Linked DNA regions of Zea mays: all the other regions are linked to region 2. The links are chromatin contacts, called in public Hi-C maps. All regions are on one chromosome and are shown on one strand. The core of a region is the stretch at or near the end of the contact, and the rest is flanking DNA. Distances in the headings are between cores, read along the strand shown.

Evidence for each region. Hi-C and Micro-C count contacts between places; a contact is called where the count stands out from the background.
Region 1: a Hi-C map of leaf mesophyll shows a contact between it and region 2, with 1.7 times the contacts expected there. The contact joins the promoter of LOC100273552 here to the promoter of LOC100279491 in region 2. A contact is called at or near these places in 5 of 25 Hi-C or Micro-C datasets (ear, leaf, leaf mesophyll and 1 more).
Region 3: a contact with region 2 is called in a Hi-C map of leaf, with 10 times the contacts expected there. The contact joins the promoter of LOC100384812 here to the promoter of LOC100279491 in region 2. A contact is called at or near these places in 9 of 25 Hi-C or Micro-C datasets (bundle sheath, ear, endosperm and 2 more) and 1 of 3 datasets of contacts at active chromatin or transcription factors (leaf).

Annotation. Positions count from the first base shown.
Region 1 is chr2:213,301,516-213,305,855 of Zm-B73-REFERENCE-NAM-5.0, forward strand. It overlaps LOC100273552, which reads left to right and starts at 1,665. Exons shown (of 7, transcript NM_001147970.1): 1 at 1,665-1,815; 2 at 1,926-1,963; 3 at 2,058-2,285; 4 at 2,491-2,707; 5 at 2,820-2,977; 6 at 3,072-3,504; 7 at 3,593-4,340. The coding sequence starts at 2,834.
Region 2 is chr2:213,097,065-213,101,286 of Zm-B73-REFERENCE-NAM-5.0, forward strand. It overlaps LOC100279491 (primary amine oxidase), which reads left to right and starts at 2,188. Exons shown (of 4, transcript NM_001152492.1): 1 at 2,188-3,035. The coding sequence starts at 2,188.
Region 3 is chr2:213,250,056-213,254,587 of Zm-B73-REFERENCE-NAM-5.0, forward strand. LOC100384812 (O-fucosyltransferase 36) reads left to right here and starts at 1,994. Exons shown (of 4, transcript XR_002267351.3): 1 at 1,994-3,380.

The DNA of each region.
Region 1 (4,340 bases), core at 415-2,914, 200 kb after region 2:
CTCCCACCCGACTGGATCGATCTGTGTTCCATTTGGTTGCGCTCTTGTGGGTTTGGTTTATGGTTCAGGCCTACCAGGCTACCAGGCATACGAAATTGGGTCTAATCTGTTTGATTATGTGCTTGTTTGTTCGATCTAGTAGTTGCGTGAGAGTTGCATTCCGTTCAATTGGCCGTTGGCTTCGGATTTACCAGCGTATGTATTCATGCATTCCGTTAATGTTTGGTTCAGTGGATCTGTTCGCGCCATCATTTCAATCCGTCCCCGTGAACGGTGTTGCTGATTGAATTGAGTGTGTACTTGCCTCTTAATTTTTTTGTCAGAAATATACTAAACCATAATAAAAGTTATGTTCATAACCAAATTGAAACTCGCCAGCCATGAACGGATCAGAATTTTCATCTTCGTGGTGAAAACATAGCATGTCTGTGGTTTGGTATCTAGCTGTGCAGCCGATCAGTTTATACTTGCCTCTTAGTAATATAGTTTTACAGAATATGATAATTTGGGATAATGGATATGTTCCTAAGTAAATTGGTGTTCACTAGCCATGAATCTGTTAGAAATTTCCTCTTCATGATAAAATAGTGCTCACTAGCCAGGAATCGATTAGAAATTCCTTCTTCACAATAAAAAGCTGGTTTGTCTATGCTTTGGTATATGACCTTGCGACTAATGGTCGGTGTCCACTAAAAATCTTCTGTGACAGCATTTCAAGATCGTGGACAGGAGATACTTGGTTGCTCAGCTCGAGAGCTCAACATTTTTAAAGAGAACAAAGATCCTCGCTACACAGATGTCTTGAGCAATTGCTTGTATCAGAACTATTTGTTCAGGCTAAAAGTGAAAGAAGAACAATACGGCGATGTACGACAAGTGAAAAACACTGTGGCCAAGGTGGAGAGGGTGGATCCTTTGGCTGAGAGTAAAATTCTGCTTGATTCCATTTCAAGGTTTATACCATGAGAGTTTTGTTCTTACATCTATCAGCTGCTGGTAAGTGTGTTGCCCGCTTAGAAGTGGTAATTAATATGTAGCTTTCCCTACTCACACGCCCGGAGGTTTCTTTCTCGGATAGAATTCTATCATTCAACGATCACGGTAAGAGGAGCCCTGGTCCAGGAGGAGAACACACTTAAAATATCAAGCACTTCCATTTTTGTCCATACAAATGTATACACGAATTTGTCACTTCGATGTATGTATTTTGTTCAAATGTTTGGATGAGTGGACATAGTCAATGTTCCCAGCGTGCATAGTTCAAAACAAAGTAAAATGATTTTTAATAATTTTTTATAACGAAACAGTGGAGATCAACTTGAAAAAAAATTTCTAAACTTAATGCGTAGCCGGCCAAGCGTTTGAAAGAAGAGGAAAGAAAATAGAAAATAAAGTTAGTTATGTTAGTTATGTGGAAATGTATATTTAATGTGTAGAGGGATATATAGAGGAATTTATAGGGGGGACGGTTGCAGGACGGGTAAATATAGGGGAGAGAATCTTGCTGACGTGACTGCATAGTAACATTTAGGGGGAAAAATTTAGGGGGAACGGTTGCGGACAGTCTAAAAAGGTGTCTCTCTAGTACTGGATCAGTCCCTCTTCCTTTTCCCTCTCCTCAGTCCCTGTCTGCTGCTGCTAGACAGCACAAACTGCGGTCCGGTGCGCTCTCCTCGGCGGTGGAGTTGGAGCTGCAGTGCAGGGGAAGAACCGAAGAAGCGAGCTAGAGCCGCAAGAATGATAGGCGCCAAGGCCAACGCCGCCGGCCCGTGCCCGGAGTATGCGGAGGTCGACCCCACCGGCCGGTACGGACGGGTATGGAATCGCCGCTACCACTGTAGCTACTCCTACCACCGTTGTTTGACCCGTCTGCTCACCAATCCGCTGATCCGTTTCCCTGCATCTTTCCTCCTTGTTTAACGCAGTTCAGCGACGTTCTTGGCAAGGGCGCGTCCAAGATTGTGTAAGATCCGGCGCTGTTCTCGCCAAAGCTGCGTGCTTTCAATCTTGCTTGCCCACTGAGTCCCTGATCCGAGGTGCGTGTGCGGGGACTGCAGGTACCGGGCGTTCGACGAGTACCAGGGGATGGAGGTGGCGTGGAACCAGGTGAAGCTGCACGACTTCCTGCAGAGCCCCGAGGACCTGGAGCGGCTCTACTGCGAGATCCACCTTCTCAAGACGCTCAAGCACCGCAACATCATGAAGTTCTACACCTCCTGGGTCGACGTCTCCCGCCGCAACATCAACTTCATCACCGAGATGTTCACCTCCGGCACCCTCCGCCAGTAAGCGACCAACCTCCTCCGCACCTGTATCGCCTAAAAGTTGTTGCGGCCTTTTCAGATTATTTTCTCTCTCTCTCTCTCTCTCTCTCTCTCTCTCTCTCTCTCTCTCTCTCTCTCTCTCTCTCTCTCTCTCTCTCTCTCTCTCTCTCTGCTTGATTGCTTCTTGGACTGATTGGTCGTAGTTACGCGTCTATTGATGATTTAGGTACCGGCAGAGGCACCGGAGGGTGAACATATGGGCGGTGAAGCACTGGTGCAGGCAAATCCTCAGCGGCCTGCTGTACCTGCATAGCCACAATCCGCCCATCATCCACCGGGACCTCAAGTGTGACAACATCTTCGTGAACGGCAACCAGGGAGAGGTCAAGATTGGCGACCTCGGTCTCGCCGCCATCCTCCGCAAGTCCCACGCCGTCCACTGCGTAGGTAATCCATCTGATTCGCACACTAGCGAGAAATTATGTTGCCCGATCACTACTGGCAATAGCTGCGCGGTGATTTGATGGCGCTAGATGTGTCGGATCGGTTGGACAGGTACACCGGAGTTCATGGCGCCGGAGGTGTACGAGGAGGAGTACAACGAGCTGGTGGACATCTACTCGTTTGGAATGTGCGTGCTCGAGATGGTAACGTTTGAGTACCCGTACAGCGAGTGTACACACCCTGTGCAGATCTACAAGAAAGTGATCTCTGTAAGAAGGCCCCCTGGACCCTATGAGCAATTGTGATTCTGGTGTGCAGTTTGAAATGATCTTCCTGACTTCAGCTAGTTGTTTGATTTGGTAGGGTACTAAGCCAGAATCTCTGTACAAGGTGAAAGATCCAATGGTGAGGCACTTCGTCGAGAAGTGCCTAGCAACGGCATCTCAAAGACTGTCAGCAAGAGAACTGCTTGAGGATCCCTTCCTACAAAGTGATGACGTGGTTGCTTCTTTGGATGGTGGAAATTACCATGTGCCGGCCAATTATATACCTCAGCCTTCATATTTAGGGCATACCTACAGCAATGGCTCCATGATGAGTAATGGATTCTCAGAAAGCATTGATGAAGATGCTCTCAGTGAAGACTGCGAGGATGATGACATGAAAGGCCAAGATGGCATTGACCTGTTCAACGAGAATGAAGGTGAGCTTCTTGGCAATGTGGATATAACAATCAAAGGGAGAAAGAGTGAGGATGGAGGCATATTCCTTAGATTGCGGATTTCTGATGATGATGGTATGCACAATTTCTATGGCATAAACTTCTGAAGTTTTGAAAAATCGTTTTTGGTATCACTGAAAGTTGTTGTTTTTTTCATATGCAGGACGGGTACGCAACATCTATTTTCCTTTTGACGTTGAGGCTGATACCGCACTAAGTGTTGCTACTGAAATGGTAGCCGAACTCGATATAACTGACCATGAAGTTACTCGGATTGCTGACATGATTGATGGTGAGGTCAGTGCACTGGTACCAGATTGGAGGCCTGGTCCGGGCATAGAGGAGGCTCCTGACACTTCATACTGCCACGATTGTGGATCCATCGTGTCATCGTGTGGTTCACTTTACGCCTACATGTCATCAGGCCGTCGAGGTTGCCAATGTGCAGAGGTACATGGGCGGTTTGAGGAGATCACGTTCGAAGCTGATGGAGAGCAGTGTGATTTGCAGGAATCTGCAGGCAGCTCTGATGATGGAGGTGGCCCAACAGAGCACTATGTCAAAGGCAAGGAGTCCACTCATGTGAATGGCCTTCTACAGATGGGTAGAAGAGATCTTTCTAATCAGCTTTGCTTCAGTTCATTCCAAGAGCAATCATGTTCATCTAACCATTATGAGAACGAAACTAACCATCACACAAATGGGTTCGACATGAAGCATGAGGTAAAGATTGCCAAGTACAAAGCACGGAAAATGGCACAGTTAAAGAGGGCTATCCATCCATCTCTTGACTTCGACAATGCAAATGGAGTAAATAGGATGAAGCCTTCACTGAACAAGCTGCAATCTTTCCATATTGGAAAGAACCACAGTTTCCGGGTACCGACCGGTGACCGAAGCCCGGGTAAAGT
Region 2 (4,222 bases), core at 938-3,437:
CAAGAAATATTTACAGTATTCGGACCGGGTGTCACATCAGCTAGTCGTTGGCCAGCGCGCGCCCGCCGAAGAAAGTTGTTGGATAGGGTCCGGTGCACCACCGGACCGGTTCCTATAGATGATTTTGTGAATTATAAAAATAATTCCTATTGTAGAGTTCGTACGAACGGTTGGTGCACCACCGGAAAGGTCCGGTGCACCAGGTCGCGCAAAGCCTAAGTTCGGGCTCACTGCAGACGCGGTTCGGTGCGCCACCGGAACGATCCTGTGAGTCCCAGACCTAGGCAGAAAAGTCCTACGACTTAGACAAATATAGTTAGCACATAATTAAATTGACTGGGTGTGGGAAACTCATCTCGTCACTAAAGTTTCACCACGATTTGCATTTTTTGCTCAAACTAAGTCATGAAAGCACTTTTGACACAAAATAGAGTTAGAACTCAAACAAAAATGCTAGCAACATAGTGTTAGGCATATGCAGCTTATCTAAGTACTTAAACTTTGTGGGTTTACCCATTTACCCAAAGTTGCACTATCTACCCTCCATTTCATCTCTTTAGGACTTAGAACTTTCAAATTGCCTTCAAATGAACATGTACTCATACTCATATCGAACTAGTTAGTCCATGTCGGTGTATTGGACACTTGATCACCAAAACATGTAGAAATGACTATATAGCACATTTATCTTTCATGGTAAACTCCCAAACATATCTTGGAAAGACCCCTCAAAAAGAAACGTGTGGATATAGTCACCTAGAATGTTGTCAAATCTTGCTGAGAGAAGTGACGAACAATATGACGGAGGGAAAAAGAATAAAAGAGGTAATAGATGTATTTTTTATCGATTCGATGTTAGATCCTCATTCAACCATGATAAAAATTTCAGAATACATTGGATAAGTTTTTAACTCTAAAAAATTATTTGAAAACTAATCGTTTTGAAGTGTATAAAAAGTGAGTATAGCCGACTTTGCAACTCGGCCAGGCCAAGTTTCATAGGGCAGAAACTTTAGCCGGTCTAGCAAGAGGATATCAGGATATCATCGTCGTGGCGAGCTTCTGAACGCCTAACCCACTTTTGGGGCCTGGCCTTGCCAGATATGATGGTTGAACTAGCCGGTTTTGTCACTGCGGTACGTGGCCTGGCTAGGTTTAGCTAACGGTGCAGGCTGTATTTCTTAGGTTTCACACCATATTCTCCTTATGTTTATTTTATAACCAATAGTGTAACCTAGTTATAGGCAAAAGGACATTTTTGAGTGTTAACACATGTAAAGAAACGTGAATGTCTCAAAAACATTATGCGGCAATGAAGTGCGAAACTGTGAATGCCTTATAAACACATAACAACAATGTCCTAGAAGAAAACAAGAAAAAAATTATTCGTGTTTTAACATTAACCAAAATAATATAATTAAAATGGAATTGATAAAATAGTTCGTATGTACTTGTAAAACAAAAGGGATTTTTTTTTTGCAATCAGTGTTTTCGTGTTTTTACCTCTGTCATGTCTAGTTTTTTTTTACAGCTGACAGATGCCATGTTTACTTACCCTTTAGATTATATGATATAGCTTAAATAAGTTGAGAGTTAAACAAACAAAAACAAATTATTAGATGGATTATATAATTTAGATATCTAAATTATAATAATATATAATCAAGTTAATAGGTGCTTATATAATACATAAGCTGCATTATATAATCTGTAAGTAAACAAACAGGGCCAGAGCGAAGTAGGGGCGACCTGGGCAGCTGGAGTGAGGAAAACGCGCGGTACGCCGGTATAGCTATAGATGGCCAAAAAGCATGAGGCCCGTGAGTCCGGCACGAAGCCTACTTTTTGGGCCCGGTCCGAACCCGGCACGGTAGAATAAGCGGGCGGGCTTGGACAGAAAACTAGGCACGGCGGGCTAGCCCGGCACGGCCCGTTTACCTCTAAGCCCGTTAAGCCCGTTTTTTTATACTAAAACGTGCTTACCGGTCCGTTTAGCCCGTTTTTTCGTGCTCGGCCCGTTTAGGCCCGCTGCGGACCGGGTTTGGACAGAAAATTAAGCCCGCTGGCTCAGCAGGCCCGGTCCGGTTTTTGGCCGGGCTTCACCGGGCCCGAGCCGGGCCGGGCGGCCCGTTTGGCCATCTCTAGGTACAGCATTGGGAGCAACGAGATAGTCGTACAGCGATTCCAATGTTGGTGCGTTCTCAACACTCACCATTCAAACAGATGGCCCAAATGTCACACCACATGCTTCCTGTCCTCGTCGCCGCCGTGCTGTCCATCACCGCCGCAGCGTCGGCGGCCTCCTCCCATTCCCACCCCCACCCGCTCGACCCCCTCACCCCCGACGAGATTACGGCGGTCCGCGCCGCGGTGCTCGCCTCCCCGCGCGTCCCCGCCCGCCCGCTCACCTTCCACTACGTCGGCCTCGACGAGCCAGACAAGCCCGACGTCCTCGCCTACGCCTACGGCGGCTCTGGCTCGTCCTCCCGCCCGCTCCTGCCGCGGCGCGCACTTGTGATCGCCCGCGCGGGCGGGCAGTCCCACGAGCTCCGCGTGAGCGTTGCCAGCAACGGCACCTCCGCCGCCGTCCTCTCCCACGCCGTCCACAGCGGCGCGGGCTTCCCCGTCCTCACGCTCGAGGAGCAGTTCGCGGCGGTGGCGCTGCCGCAGGCGTACCCGCCGTTCGTCGAGTCAGTGCGGCGCCGCGGGGTGGACATGGACGACGTGCTCTGCGCGGTGTTCCCCGTCGGCTGGTTCGGTGGACGCGCCGGGACGACGGCCAAGCGGGTGGCGAAGATGCTGTGCTTCGTGGCCGGCCCCACGGCCAACTTCTACGCGCGGCCGATCGAGGGCATCACCATGGTGGTGGACCTCGACGCCATGGCCATCGTCGGGTACAGAGACCGGGTGACGTACCCCGTGCCCAAGGCCGAGGGCACGGACTACCGGGCCGGCAAGACCGGGCCGCCGCTGGCGCCGGGCGTCGCCGTGCAACCAGAGGGCAGGGGCTTCCACATTGACGGCCACGTCGTCAGGTAATTCAAAGAGAAAAAAAACATTGGTCAGTACTCAGTACCAACGTTACTCATTATTTCTGTTTTCTTGTCATCGATCACTGACAAATCATCTTTTTTTGATAATGGAAACAAGAGTTCCGGCTTTAGCATGATAATGCGTACAGCCAATACAAGTCGATTATTACAATTAAGAAACTGACAAATCATCTAGTCTCCATTATATGACCACCCCACGATCGCGATTGTTTAGATGCTTGTTTATTTCAGCTTCGTCGTTTCTCAAGAATTTGGCACTTGCTTGACAGTCTCAACTTAAACATCACAGCCCTCAAACTCTGCACTCTACTCTCTGCTGATAGTGTAGTAAATGCGTTGTGGGTTCCGTTTATTTGCAGTCTAACAGCATGTTCACTTGGTTTTAATTTATACCGGCTTCTACTGCTTCTATATTGTTTTGTCTCTATAGATGATATTAGTCTAAACAGCTGGTTTTAATATGAAACAAACAGCTTTTAAAACAGTCCGCTTGCCTTTTGTCCGTTTGAGGTTTGAAGTAGATCGAGGGCTGCACATGCAGTTGCGCCATGTAATTGGTCCAACTTTTCAACTTGCTTATACTAGAACATTTTTCACAAGAACCAGCTCGCAATGTAATATTGGCGTCTGGAAGTGGATGCACACCACGTGGGTTGGTCTCATGTTTTGTATAGGCTGATACATGCTTCACGTGGATAGCAACCGATTGTCCAAATATGGTTTGCTTCCGGTCTCTGAAATGTCAACCGCACGAACACGATGCAGCACTGAATTTCAAATGGGCTAGGTGGTTGCATGATGTCCACGTTGATGACAAGGAGGGCCAATACATTATACACTCGAATGCGACAGAGAAAAAAAAATCAGGCAATATTTTTTTGGCTGGTTTGAGAGTCCATCAACGTCGTTATCTTATTGAACTACTCTTTTTATATAATTAAACTCTACGAAGATCATTGCGACTGAGTTTTTAAAGTGGTAGGAGTACCTATATGTAAGAGAATCAAGAGTGATCGTGTGTGTTTATGTAATTATGTTTGTTTGTTTTTTTTGGGAAAAAAAAGAAATTGTGGCTATCTTTCACAGGATTTTCAAGAAGTTCAAAAATAAATTGGTAATGCAAACGTTGGCATTTATTTTTGCTGAACCTTCTCGTGCGTGGGGCCAAT
Region 3 (4,532 bases), core at 744-3,243, 150 kb after region 2:
TCCCAGCCTAGATGGGTTGGCGCGAGATGGAACACAAGGGGGAAAACGCGGCTCGTGTTATCCTGCGCCAGGGGATGCGCTCGTAGTAGGGGTTACAAGCGTTCGCGCGAGAGAGAGGGTGAGCCTGTTCGTCAGTCCATTCTCCCGCGCGACCCTCTCGCGTGAAGGCCCTGGACCTTCCTTTTATAGATGCAAGGAGAGGGTCCAAATGTACAATGGGGGTGTAGCTATGCGCTAACGTGTCCGGCAGAGAGGTGCCTGAGCACTGTGTACATGCCAATGTGGTTGTCGGAGAGGTGCTAGAGCCTTGCGTACGCGGTATCGTGGTCGTCGGAGGAGCGCTTGAGCCCTATAGAAGCACAGCTGTCGGGGCTGCTGGGACCTTGCTGACATCTCCTTGCTTCCGTAGGGGGCTGAGAACCACCGTCGTCATGGACGCACGCGGGGAGCCATCATTACTTGTTACCGGGGCGAGCCTGGATGGGACGCCGGTCTTGTTCCCCCGTAGCCTGAGCTAGCTAGGGGTAGGGTAATGATGCATCCCTTGTGGCGCGGTCGGTCTGAGTCCAAGGTCGGGCGAGGCGGAGACTCATCCTGAGGCCGAGGCCAGGGTCGAGCGAGGACGCGATTCCTCCTGAGGTCGAGGTTGAGGCCGAGCCCTGGGGTCGGGCGAGGCGGAGACCACCTTTCGAGGCCGAGGTTGAGGCCGTGCCCTGGGGTCGGGCGAGGCGGAGACCACCTTCCGAGGCCGAGGCGGGGGCCGAGCCCTAGGGTCGGGCGAGGCGGAGACCTCCTCCTAAGGCCGAGGCCCAAGGTCGGGCGAGGCGGAGCTTCCTGTTGCGCCTGAGGCTGAACTTAGCTGTTGTCAGCCTCACCCTGGCAGGTGGCACAGCAGTCGGAGAGGGGCGAGCGGCGCTGTTTTCCTGTCAGGTCGGTCATTGGAAGGGTGAAGTGACTGCGGTCACTTCGACCTTGCCGACTGAGGCACATGTGTCAGGATAAGGTGTCAGGCGATCCTCGCATTAAATGCGCCTGCGATACGGTCGGTTGGTGAGGCGATTTGGCCAAGGTTGCTTCACTACGAAGCCTGCCCGAGCTGGGCTTCGGGCGAGTCGAGGGTGCGCCCGTTGCTTGAGGAGGTCCTCGAGCGAGGCGTGAATTCGTCTGGGACTACTGTTCCCGCCCGAGGCTGGGCTCGGGCGAGGCGAGATCGCGTCCCTTGAGTAGACGAAGCTTTGACCTGAATCGTGCCCATCAGTCTCTGCAGCTTGTGCTGATGGTGGTTACCAGTCGTGTTTAGGAGTGCTGGGGTACCCCTAATTACAGTACCCGACACTCGCGTTCATTTTAGATTTTATAGCGATCGGTTAGGATTCTGAACTTAACAGCCAAGAAACCAAAAAATTAAAACGACAAAAGGAAGCCGTGCCCCCGCAAGGCTAGGGGCTGGATTTCGGCGGACCATTCACGCACATGTCGTGCGCCCGCGCCCAGGCGAGGCGAGCGAGCGCGCGCGTGTGGCTCTCCACACTCTCTCATCTCATCGATGACTTGGTGAGTGAGTGTGACCTCCATATTTAAACTAGTTCCACTTCACTTGGACTAGCAATATGGTACTATTAGTCCAGTATTCTCTAGCCACACATACATGAGCTTTTGAGATTTTCCTAAGATTTAATTGAATTTCACAATGGGCCTAGCCCATAAATTCGAACTGACCATATCCTCGTGGAATGAGTTCCTACTGTTTGATCTTCGTATTTGAACCATAAAAAATAAAACTTCGATTCTCAGTATTTAGGACAATAACCTCGTCAGCGTCAGTCTAATTCAATATCAAATGGAATCGAGGTTTCGAGTCAACTGAAATTTCAGTGGTTAGAGACAACAGGATGGTATTGGTATGCTACATTGCCACATTGGCAATGTACGGTATTTCTCGGCAGTAGGCTAGCAAAAAACTAGAAGTCTAGAACCACCGTTTGGTTCAACAGTCACCGTCATCCACCCTCCGTCTTCCCCCCACCCGTCCGTCACCAGTCACCACCTCACTCCACGTCTCCTCGGTCCCTCCCGCGCTGCTCACTGCCCACCGACACTCTCCTGCGCTGCGCCGCCATGGACCGCGACCCTTCCGTCTCCGACGAGGACGACGACCTCGAGACCCTCGTACCACAGAACCACGCCAAGCCCCCGTCCCCCTCCGCCCGCTCCCGCTCGCCGCCCTCCTCCTTCAGCGTCGCCGCGCTCCGTCCGACGCTTCCGTCCTCCGCCGCCTCCCTCCGGCGCGTCCTCTGGTCCCGCCGCTACCTCGTGCTCTTCGTTTCCCTCCCGCTTCTCTTCCTAATCCTCTTCTTCTCCTACGGGGGTGCGTCCTCCCTCCGCCTGCCCGCCTCCATCCGCCTCCCCTCCGCCGCACCCGCCGCCGACCCCGCGGCCTCCCGCATGCGCGAGGCCGAGCTGCACGCGCTCTACCTCCTCCGCTCCCAGCGCTCCGGTCTCCTCAGCCTCTTCAACCGCACCGCAGCCCCCACCAACGGCTCCGCCCCCGCCCCCATCTCGCTCTCCGATCTCCAGTCCGCGCTCGAGAGCCAGATCAAGATCAACCGCGAGATTCAAGCGGCGCTCCTCTCCTCGCACCGCTCAGGGTCCGGCAATGCGACCGAGGACGGCCTGGATCTCGATCTCCCTTTCTCCGGCTGCAGGAAGAGGGAATTGCCGGCCAGCCGGCGGACCATTGAGTGGAACCCCAAGAAAGACCGGTTCCTCCTAGTCATCTGCATCTCCGGGCAAATGTCCAACCACTTGATTTGCTTGGAGAAGCACATGTTCATGGCAGCGCTTCTTGGACGTACCCTGGTGGTGCCCAGCCAGAAGGCAGATTACCAGTATGATCGGGTGCTTGATATCAACCACATTAATGACTGCATTGGGAGGAAGGTTGTGATCACCTATGAGGAGTTTGTGGAGAAGAGGAAGAAAGTGGCCATCGATCAGTTCATATGCTATGCAGCCTCGCCTCCATGTTTCCTTGATGAGGAACATATTAAGAAGCTGAAAGGACTTGGGATTTCTCTGAGCAAGATTGAGGCAGCTTGGCCAGAGGATGCAAAGCTGAAGGAGCCAAAGAAGAGATCTGTTGGGGATATTGCACCAAAGTTTTCGACAGAGGCTGAGGTCCTTGCCATTGGCGACATGTTTTATGCTGACATGGAGGATGAGTGGCTGAATCAACCTGGTGGTCCATTGGCTCACAAGTGCAAGGCATTGATTCAACCAAGTAGGCTCATAGTGCTCACTGCTCAACGTTTCGTCCAGACTTTCTTGGGAGGAAACTATATTGCCTTGCATTTTCGACGGCATGGATTCCTGAAATTCTGGTGAGATACACAAGATCTTTTAACCTGCTGAACATTATCTATCTGTGGATTTTGTGAGACAAACATATTATAGTGGTCGTATTTACTTTTATAAGTTTATGCCCGATAGGCTATTGCAGTAGATGGCTTCCTCTTTTGTTACACATCTTGGGAATTCTAGGCTAGTCACAATCGTATCCTCTTTTAGTTATTCCATGATTGCTGTTCCTTTGGACAGTGCAATTGGAGTCCCCTTCTGTGATGCACATACAAAACCAGGCACTTGTTCTGACAAAGAATATTTGGACTCGATTCTAGATGCTTCTCTCAGATTTATGGAAAATTTTATACCGCAAATCAGCATCTGACATCTGCACAGTTGATCAAACTACTTTGTGCTTGGTTAATAAAGTTATTCAATCGAGTGCCTGCTTAATAATGAATTTACAATACCAATGTACGGTAGATATGATAGAGTAGTATGTTCCATAGCTTACTTCCATTAATTATTCTCGGTGATGTTGAGTGATTTTGTCTGCTCTAGCGTTGACTATTGCATCGAAGAACTATCCTTGTTAGTCTTGTAAGTTGACTTTGTTTTGTTGGATCTGTAAGTTGACCTTGTTTTCTTGGATAATTCTACATAATGCGCAGTTTCTGAGAAGTGTTAAGCCATTTGTTGTTATATTAATATGCATTCATTGTACTAGTTTGACCGTTGGAACTATGCGTAGTTGTGTGCTATCATGATGCCTGAACTAGTCTCAATGTTTTTGTCCTTCTTTTGCTTTGATGGGGGTCCTTTAATGCTCATACTGTGGTTGAACATTTCTGACCAACTGATCTTGATGCTTAGGGCTTTGTCTGACAACACAGTGGTGCTATATTAAAAAAATTATAACAATATTCTAAAGACTCATAACATTATGGAAACATATATTGGTTACTTTTAGCATATCACAAGGGGTCGGCGGGTCGCCAAAGCTCACGAGCAGCTCAGCTTGGGGTTTGGATCACCCCTTGTCTTGACCAAAAAAGGAAACTCTTCAACGTAACTGCCCAGTTTTGAACTGGTAGCTGCACTTGTTTACTATGTCATAGGTTTAACAAGCTGATAATAAAATTTGACTATACCAATTCAGCAATCAATGTCTTGCAGTGACTCAAGAAGAG